3 separate regions of the Sus scrofa genome follow, and regions 1 and 2 are each linked to region 3. The links are chromatin contacts, called in public targeted proximity ligation maps. All regions are on one chromosome and are shown on one strand. The core of a region is the stretch at or near the end of the contact, and the rest is flanking DNA. Distances in the headings are between cores, read along the strand shown.

Region 1 (2,700 bases), core at 35-2,534, 300 kb after region 3:
ATGGTTCTGGGCCTCAAGTACCCAGAGTGCAGGGAAGACGTAGGCATGTAAGCAGAGCATCCCACCCCACCATGGGAGAAGAGCTCCCACTGAGCTAAGGATGACCTCGACACCTAAAGACACAAACACGGTGGGCAGAGGAGAAAAGATCACAGGTAGGATGGGGAAAAAGAGCATGTCCAGAGGCACAAAAGCCCGAAGAAGCACTGCCACCCAGGAAGCTGCAAGGATTTGGATATGAGGAAGGAAGGGACAAGGACAAAAATGAGGACGATGGCAAAACCCATGTCCAGAAGGGCCTTTGATGTCACATTTGGAGTTTGCATTTCCTCCACATTTTCAGTCAGGATAGAGGACTTAAAGCAGAGGAGTGATAGAGTCAGACTTAGTTTCTAAAACCTAGACTCTGAGAGTGATGCGAAGACTTGACAGAAGAGGCCCAAGGTTAGGGAAAGACCCAGTTGTGTGCACCCAGAATCGACCGGGACGTTCTCACAAACAGTTTCCAGATGGGCTACATGGTAACATGGCCAAGATAATGTGACATCACCTCCTAGAAAAGCAATGCTCTTTTCCCAAAAGTGCGTCCTTTACGTGATGAAAGCAACCATGATGACTAATGAATTGCTAGAATGTCACAGGAGCAAAATTTCCCACACTCAGCCTGTCATAGATCAGGGAGAAATTCTGTGTAGACAATTTTTTTAAAACTTTATGGCCCCACTCAAGGCATATGGAAGTTCCCAGGCCAGGGACTGAATCCAAGCTGCAGCTGTGACCTGCACCACAGCTACAGCAATGCTGGATACTTTAGCCCACTGGGCCAGGCCTGGGTTTTAAACTATGCCTACAGCAACCCAAGCCACTGCAGTCAGATTCTTAACCAACCCACTGCACATAGTGGGAAGTCCTAGACAATTAATTTGACAAGCATAAAAATGGAAGTGTGTGAGAAGGGTCAAACATGATAACTTCTATAGAATGAGGCACAAGAACATGGGGAATCTACAACAGCAGATGGAAGAACACAGCTTCTAATCCCACACAGGAAGAGATGAAATCACACGAAGCCATCTGAAAACAAATATATTGGCTGAGCAAATATACCAAGCAGACAAGAACTACTCAATAAATGTATGGTCAATAAATTAACTGAAAAGTTACCAAATTGAGGCCCGAGTGTGGTGCAGCTTCTTGGTTCCATATTACAAAAGTTGACCTATGCACTGTTATTCCTGTAGAACCAAGCTTCCCAATTAGTGTAGCAGAACAGAGCTGCCTGGGCGGGGACCAGTCAGCCAGAGTCCCCGGGCCAGTGGCCAAAGGCCGTGAGTTATGATCACAGGGTGCTGATCAAATATTAGCACATTTTCCACGTGTGTCATGGCAAGAGAAACAAAAGGAAGCCCTCTGCTGTGACCCCTCTCTCAAATAGGCAGGAACCAGTTTGTCTGTCCTCAGACCTGCAGAAGCCAAGCCCACCTCTAACCACTTCCATCCAGGAACCCCTGGTGACGAAGTGGCCCAGGTTTGCCAGCGTGTAAAAGCACGGGGTCAAGTCACTAATAACTTCATATTCCAGGAAATAGCCTCATACTGACAAGATTATTTCACAGAAAGCATTTTTTTTCTCAAAATAAAGGAATGATTTATGGAGAAAAAAAAAAAAAAGGGCAGATAGGAGGAAATAGCTCAAAGAAAGAAGTCGGAGTAATTGATTAGCTTTTGAAGTAGGTTTTACATGAACTTTCAGCTCCAGCTGATCCCCGAAAGGGTACTGCAGGCAGGTCCTTAAAACTGCATGGGCCGAGGTCTGGGTGGGGAGATCAACGTGAGCCACACTGATGAGTCATCCCCAAAAGCTCTGTTTCCTTGCATCTCTCCCTCTGCCCTCCTCCCAACTAGGGGTCGGTCCTGCCCTGGGAGGCCAGCTCTGTATGGCCCACACCAGGACATTATCGCATATGGCAGACCTTCTGGTACACAGTGGAACGCCTTGTTTTGTTTAGGAGACAACCAAAATAAGGAGCTAAAGACACAACTTCACCTTCTCTGATGACTAATGACTGCTTAAGAGTAGCATCTTTAAGGATCAGTGGTGTTTACACGCGATCTTACGTGGTAAGGATAGTTCCCCTAAAAAGAACAGAAGTTGACCCAAGGCAGACTGTACATGGGTCTTACAAGCGGAATATTGTCCTACGGTAGCAATAACCACTAAACTTCACTACTCGAGAGGAGGCAGTTCCTCTTATATCTACAAGGACATAATTTGAACACACAAGCTCTTTCATCTTCACTGTTTTTCCCTAGGGCAAAAGGTTTGTTTTCATTTTTCAAATGAACTGATGTGTGGTTAGATTTCAAAGTGACAGCTCTTAGTTCTCAAGCTCTTTGAGAAGACCTGAAGAAATCTGTTGGAAAAACTGATACCTCGCAGAAGATTTTGGACCACCTTGCAGGTACTTTCCTGGACCCGTAACAGCACAGCTCCCAGAGTTCTATCTAATTGACCAGTGCAAATGTGAAGGGTGTACAGTTCCACAACAGCTTGGCAGAGGACCTGACAGGCTATATTTTAGAAGATACTTCTGCTTTTCAATAATTAATACTATAGACTACTTGTAAGTCATATGAACATAAAGCAAGAGCCTGCAATATCTTGTGAGAAGCCTGTTTTTTGTTTTTTTTTGTTTGTTT
Region 2 (2,700 bases), core at 183-2,682, 270 kb after region 3:
TCCTCTAAACAACATCAAGTCAGTTGCATTGTTAAAGACAGTCCCGGTTTTAAATTCCAGACGCAATGCTGTCATTGTGCCGCGTCTTCTCCTGCGGCTGACCTCTTCTCCCTCACTTCCTTGACTGTAAGTAATCCCATCTCCACACCACCCTAACTCCCCCTCTTCATCACTTCTTCCATCCTTGACACATATTTTTCTAGTATGACCCAACCCTGACCCCAGTATCCTCCCAAAGCCACCGTTTGGTCATTTTGTACAGAAGCCCAACCAACTCTAGCTCGACCTGGAGCTGTGACTTGAGCCCCACTCTGCCCTGTGTGTCTCCTACTCCACCTCCCCAGGGCTATTACGGAAGCAGAGTCGTTCCTGATTTAAAGAATTGGGCTAATGAAATGGTCTAACCTGATATCAAAGGAAGACAGCCTAGAAACCAGGACCCAAGATTCAGGGGGTGAGAAGGAGACAAGAATTCAAGGAGTTCTACCGTTGCGTTGTACACGTGGAAGATTTAATAGGATGATGGTTGGAAAGAATATCTGAGGGTGTAGGGGGAAGTTCTTAATTTTTTTCTCTTCTGAAACACAGGAGAGAAAAAAATTAGGAAATTCTCAAAAAGATTCAATGTAGCTAATTCTCATTTAGGGATAGAGCCCCATAAATGGGAGCTTGATCGCTGGAATCATGCCGTGATACAAACTGTGTAAACTAATGCTTTACGGCTTACATTCTTCTTTCCAACTCGAATGCTTTTCCATAGGAAATGAAACAAACAAAAAACACTCCGTTTTCTATCTTAAGTAATTGAGTATTTTGAGATAAATTTCTGATGCCACCATTGCCAAAAATTCTTACATATACCTTATCCTTTTAACTTAAACTCCTACTAGAATTTTCTTTTTCTTAGCCAAAAGATTCAATGCCAACCGAGAGTCAATAAATAGATCAAATGATGCGGCACTAAATATTGAAAAGCAGTATAACTGAGTGTTTCTGCAGAAATGTGGCTGTCAAACAGTGCAAATTCAAACCTATGCAATGAGCTTATTTTAATAAACAAATCACAGTATCATCTATTACTATTCTAAATTCTTCTGGTGGCCACATTTCAGACTCTAAATTCTGTATGTTAAGAAAGACAAGTTCTTAAATCTTAAAAAAAAGATTACTTAAAAAAAAATTAATCCACATCCTTTGGCCTGCCTAGCCCATGTAACTTAAAAGAAATACTACAAATAAAAACAATAGGAATCAATTATAATTGAAAACTCAAGCTGTTAGACATTTTAAGCACATTTCCATTTTCTTGAACGGGTTTTCTTCATCTTATTTTTGGTGATTTCCTGAAATAAAAAGCAGTGGTTGTGCTATTCATTTCTGATATTGCTCAATCCAATTGCAAAACTGACCAATGCACAAGCACCAAATGTGGTGTAAGCTGATGTCTGTGAGTAAAAATGAGCCACAGATCCTTGCTACACAATGTGGTTGGTGGACCAGGGGCATCTCATCACGTGGGAGCCTGATAGAAAGACAGAATCCCAGGTCCCACCCCAGACCCCTGAACCAGAAACTGCATCCCACAAGATCCCAAAGGAATGTTACACACTTTAATATTTGAGAAGTACTACAGACAACTGAAGGCTTACAGCTAAATTATGACCCTGAAAAATATCCAACTAATTGGAAGTCATGAAAATATCTACGGGAATAAAGCAAAATGGGGCAATCTCTGATTTATGGATTTAGGATAAGAGTTTGGCCACAACATCGCTTCCTTAAAGTTAACTTCATTCAAAGTGGAAGCTCTACTTTGTAAAGACAGAACTCCCTGCCAGATCCAGATGAAACCTTTATTTGAATTCTCTCTCTCCCAGAAGGAAATTAAATATAAAAACGACAACAACAGAGTTCCCGCATGCTCAGCGGAAACAAATCTGACTAGAATCCATGAGGACGAAGGTTCAATACCTGACCTAGCTCAGCGGGTTAAGGATCTGGCGTTGCCATAAGCTGTGTGTGGTGTAGGTCACAGGTGCGGCTTGGAGCTGACGTTGCTGTGGCTGTGGCCTAGGCCAGTGGCTACGGCTCTGAGTCAACCCGTAGCCTAGGAACCTCCATATGCCACTGGTGCGGCACTAAAAAGACAAAAAGACAGAAAACAAAAAACCAAACATCATATCTCTGTGGTGACAGGATCTCTTTGGCCAAAAGTCCCCATGGGAACTTAATAGCTGTCCCTCAAGGATCCCCTCCAAAAACAAAAGCTTCAATGGTACAGGATCCAGAGGTCAGCAGAGCATCACCCAATCAATGGTCAATAAAACAAATGAAACAAATCCTAAAAGCAGCCCAATCCATCCATCTATCTCTATAGGCTCTCCCTGAGAAGGATGCAGTTAAAAGGCTCAGTAATAAAAGAATCATGTTTGTGCAGCATTTTAAGAACTTTGAGGATATTTGGTAGAAGACACACTTTGGGTGCAGAATGGTATTTTTAGCTTAAGAATATAAGCTTTATTTTACATAGAAGAAAAACACTTGATGGTTGTTTGCAAATAGCTGTATTTATATCCTAGAAAAAAATTAAATATAAAATTTCAGGCCATAACAAAAGAGAGGTCTTGATCTGCCAAAACATAAATTCCTCAGCCCACAAGGATGCTAACAAACATCTCTCTTTATTCCTGGTGACATAAG
Region 3 (2,700 bases), core at 162-2,661:
ATTCTGAAATATAGGAGTTCCCGTTGTGGCGCAGTGGTTAACGAACCTAACTAGGAACCATGAGGTTGCGGGTTCAATCCCTGGCCTTGCTCAGTGGGTTAAGGATCTGGCGTTGCCGTGAGCTGTGGTGTGGGTTGCAGACACAGCTCAGATCCCGTGTTGCTGTGGCTCTGGCGTAGGCCGGCGGCTGCAGCTCCAATTGGACCCCCAGCCTGGGAACCTCCATATGCCATGGGAGCAGCCCTAGAAAAGGCAAAAAGACCAAAAAAAAAAAAAAAATTCTGAAGTACATACATATATATAAGTGTGTGTGTGTATATACATATATATCAGAACATCAAGTTGTGTACCTTAAATATATATAATTCTTAAGTATCAATGGTATCGCAATAAAGCTGCTTAAAGGATTAGTATACTACTAAGAGAAATATAATCGTGTTTAAGAAAAACACTCTCAGTTCCAAATTTTGAGTAGTAAAATACGAGCAAACATTAATAGACATTGCTAAATTCTTGCTGTTTGCGTGTAGCTGGTCTTTGGCTGCACCTTCACAGCAAGCAGGCTCAGAGGGAAGATAGATTCACTGTATGTTTTCTCTTTAGGCCAAATCACCTTATCAAAGAGGGAGAACCAAACTTGAACCAACTAAGGGAAGATTAACCTCTCTCCTGAAAAAAGCAAAAGCAGGGAGTTCCCGTCGTGGCTCAGCAGAAACAAATCAGACTAGTATCCATGAAGGTGCAGGTGTGATCCCTGGCCTCAACTCAGTGGGTTAAGAATCTGGCGTGGCCCTTGAGCTGTGGTGTAGGTCACAGACAAGGCTCAGATTCCACATCCCTGTGGCTGTGGTGTATACCGGCAGCTACAGCTCCAATCCCATCCCTAGCTGGGAGCCTCCATATGCCGCGGGAGCAGCCCTAGAAAAGGCAAAAAAAAATTAAAACCAAAACGAGGTAACTAGTAAGAATGCTAAGATTCCGCATTTAATTTCTGTTTCTCCCCCAGGTGTTACCACATCTGCAAAGTCCCTGGAAGAGTGATGGGGATTCGAGTGCTTCGTTTCTCCCTGGTGGTCATCCTTGTGTTACTGCTGGTGGCTGGGGCTCTGACCACTTTGCTTCCTAATATCAAAGAAGACAAGATGCTCGCTTTGCGAAGGGAGATCAAATCCCAGGGCAAGTCCCCGCTGGATTCCTTCACTCTCATAATGCAGACGTACAACAGGACAGACCTCCTGCTGAGACTTTTAAATCACTACCAGGCAGTACCGAACCTGCACAAAGTGATCGTGGTGTGGAACAACGTCGGGGAGAAGGGGCCGGATGAGCTGTGGAATTCCCTAGGGCCTCACCCTGTCCCCGTCATCTTCAAACCGCAGACAGCAAACAGGATGAGAAATCGACTGCAGGTCTTTCCTGAACTGGAAACCAGTGGTGAGTTGCAGCTGGGTTCTTAGCCTGACAGGGCTGCAGCTGGCCAGACCTGGGGGCTGGTGCGTGGCTTTGGGGCTGTCTCCTTGTCCTCATTGTCTGGAGAACACAGGGAGATTGAATCCTAAGAAAGCAAAAGAAAGAAAAAAAAAAAAAAAAGAAAGAAAGCATTTTGAAAAACCGAAAGGACAGTTTCTTCTAAGCTCCTGGGAAGACTGTCCTCATGCAACAGTGACAAGAGGTTAATGTTGTGAAAGCAAATATGCCATGATTACATGTTATTGCATGACCGGAAGGTGGTAAAATGCCACTGAACTGAAGCCGAATTTTTTGCCGCCTCCTTTTTCTCCCATTCATAGCAGTTATATGAGGGTGTAATTTAAAAGATCCTTGGGGGAGTTCCCATTGTGATGCAGCAGAAACAAATCTGACTGGTATCCATGAGAATGCGGGTTCAATCCCTGGCCCTGCTCAGTGGGTTAAGAATCTGGCGTTGCCGTGAGTGGTGGTGTAGAGGTTGTAGACAGGGCTCAGATCCCGAGTGGCTGCAGCGTAGGCTGGTGGCTTCAGCTCCAATTTGACCCTGGCCTGAGAACCTCCATATGCTGCTGGTGAGGCTCTAAAAAAAGAGAAGAAAAGAAAATATCTTTAGTTTTATTTCATGAATTTCTAGGATAATAGATGTTACCTATATGATAATTTCCCCTCAGGAAATTATAAAATCAATTATGATTTAAGCAAAAAAATTTTTCTTCTAGACAAATCTCTTCAAGAATACACTTTTTTTTTTTTTTTCTTTTTAGGGCCACACCCATAGCACATGGAGGTTCCCAGGCTAGGGGTTGGATTGGAGTTACAGCTGCTGGCCACGCCACAGCTGACCACAATGCCAGATCGTTCGCCCACTGAGCAAGGCCAGGGATCGAACCCACATCCTCATGGATCCTAGTCAGGTTCTTTCACCACTGAGCTACAGAGGGAACTCCAAGAACACACTTTCTAATGTGCTGATTGCATTCAGAAAATCTTTCCCTTGAAGATCTGCCAAGACCACCACCACTGCGTCTTCCTGGTTTTGTTTCCATTTCCAAACTGATTTAAAATGTTTTCCTTTCGTTTCAGCGGTGCTAATGGTGGACGATGACATGCTAATTAGCGCCCAAGACCTTGTTTTTGCTTTCTCTGTTTGGCAGGTAATGTTACCATATCCTTTATGAACTCATAATGTCTGCGCTGGTGTCAGCACGGTTTAATGTGGGAGTCACCCAA

The links.
Region 1: a targeted proximity ligation map of alveolar macrophages shows a contact between it and region 3. A contact is called at or near these places in 5 of 47 Hi-C or Micro-C datasets (embryonic fibroblasts, fetal liver, liver and 2 more) and 1 of 2 datasets of targeted methods (alveolar macrophages).
Region 2: a contact with region 3 is called in a targeted proximity ligation map of alveolar macrophages. A contact is called at or near these places in 1 of 5 promoter capture datasets (fetal skeletal muscle), 27 of 47 Hi-C or Micro-C datasets (adipocytes, adipose tissue, alveolar macrophages and 16 more) and 2 of 2 datasets of targeted methods (alveolar macrophages and skeletal muscle).

What each region holds. Positions count from the first base shown.
Region 1 is chr4:117,714,582-117,717,281 of Sscrofa11.1, forward strand. The region is part of intron 7 of CDC14A (dual specificity protein phosphatase CDC14A); the gene reads right to left. Among named protein-coding and RNA genes, the nearest start is that of CDC14A, 89 kb to the right of the region's middle.
Region 2 is chr4:117,679,164-117,681,863 of Sscrofa11.1, forward strand. All of the region lies in intron 10 of CDC14A (dual specificity protein phosphatase CDC14A), which reads right to left. Among named protein-coding and RNA genes, the nearest start is that of GPR88, 57 kb to the left of the region's middle.
Region 3 is chr4:117,411,485-117,414,184 of Sscrofa11.1, forward strand. It overlaps EXTL2 (exostosin like glycosyltransferase 2), which reads left to right. Exons shown (of 5, transcript NM_001243549.1): 3 at 1,007-1,434; 4 at 2,554-2,624. Among named protein-coding and RNA genes, the nearest start is that of EXTL2, 16 kb to the left of the region's middle.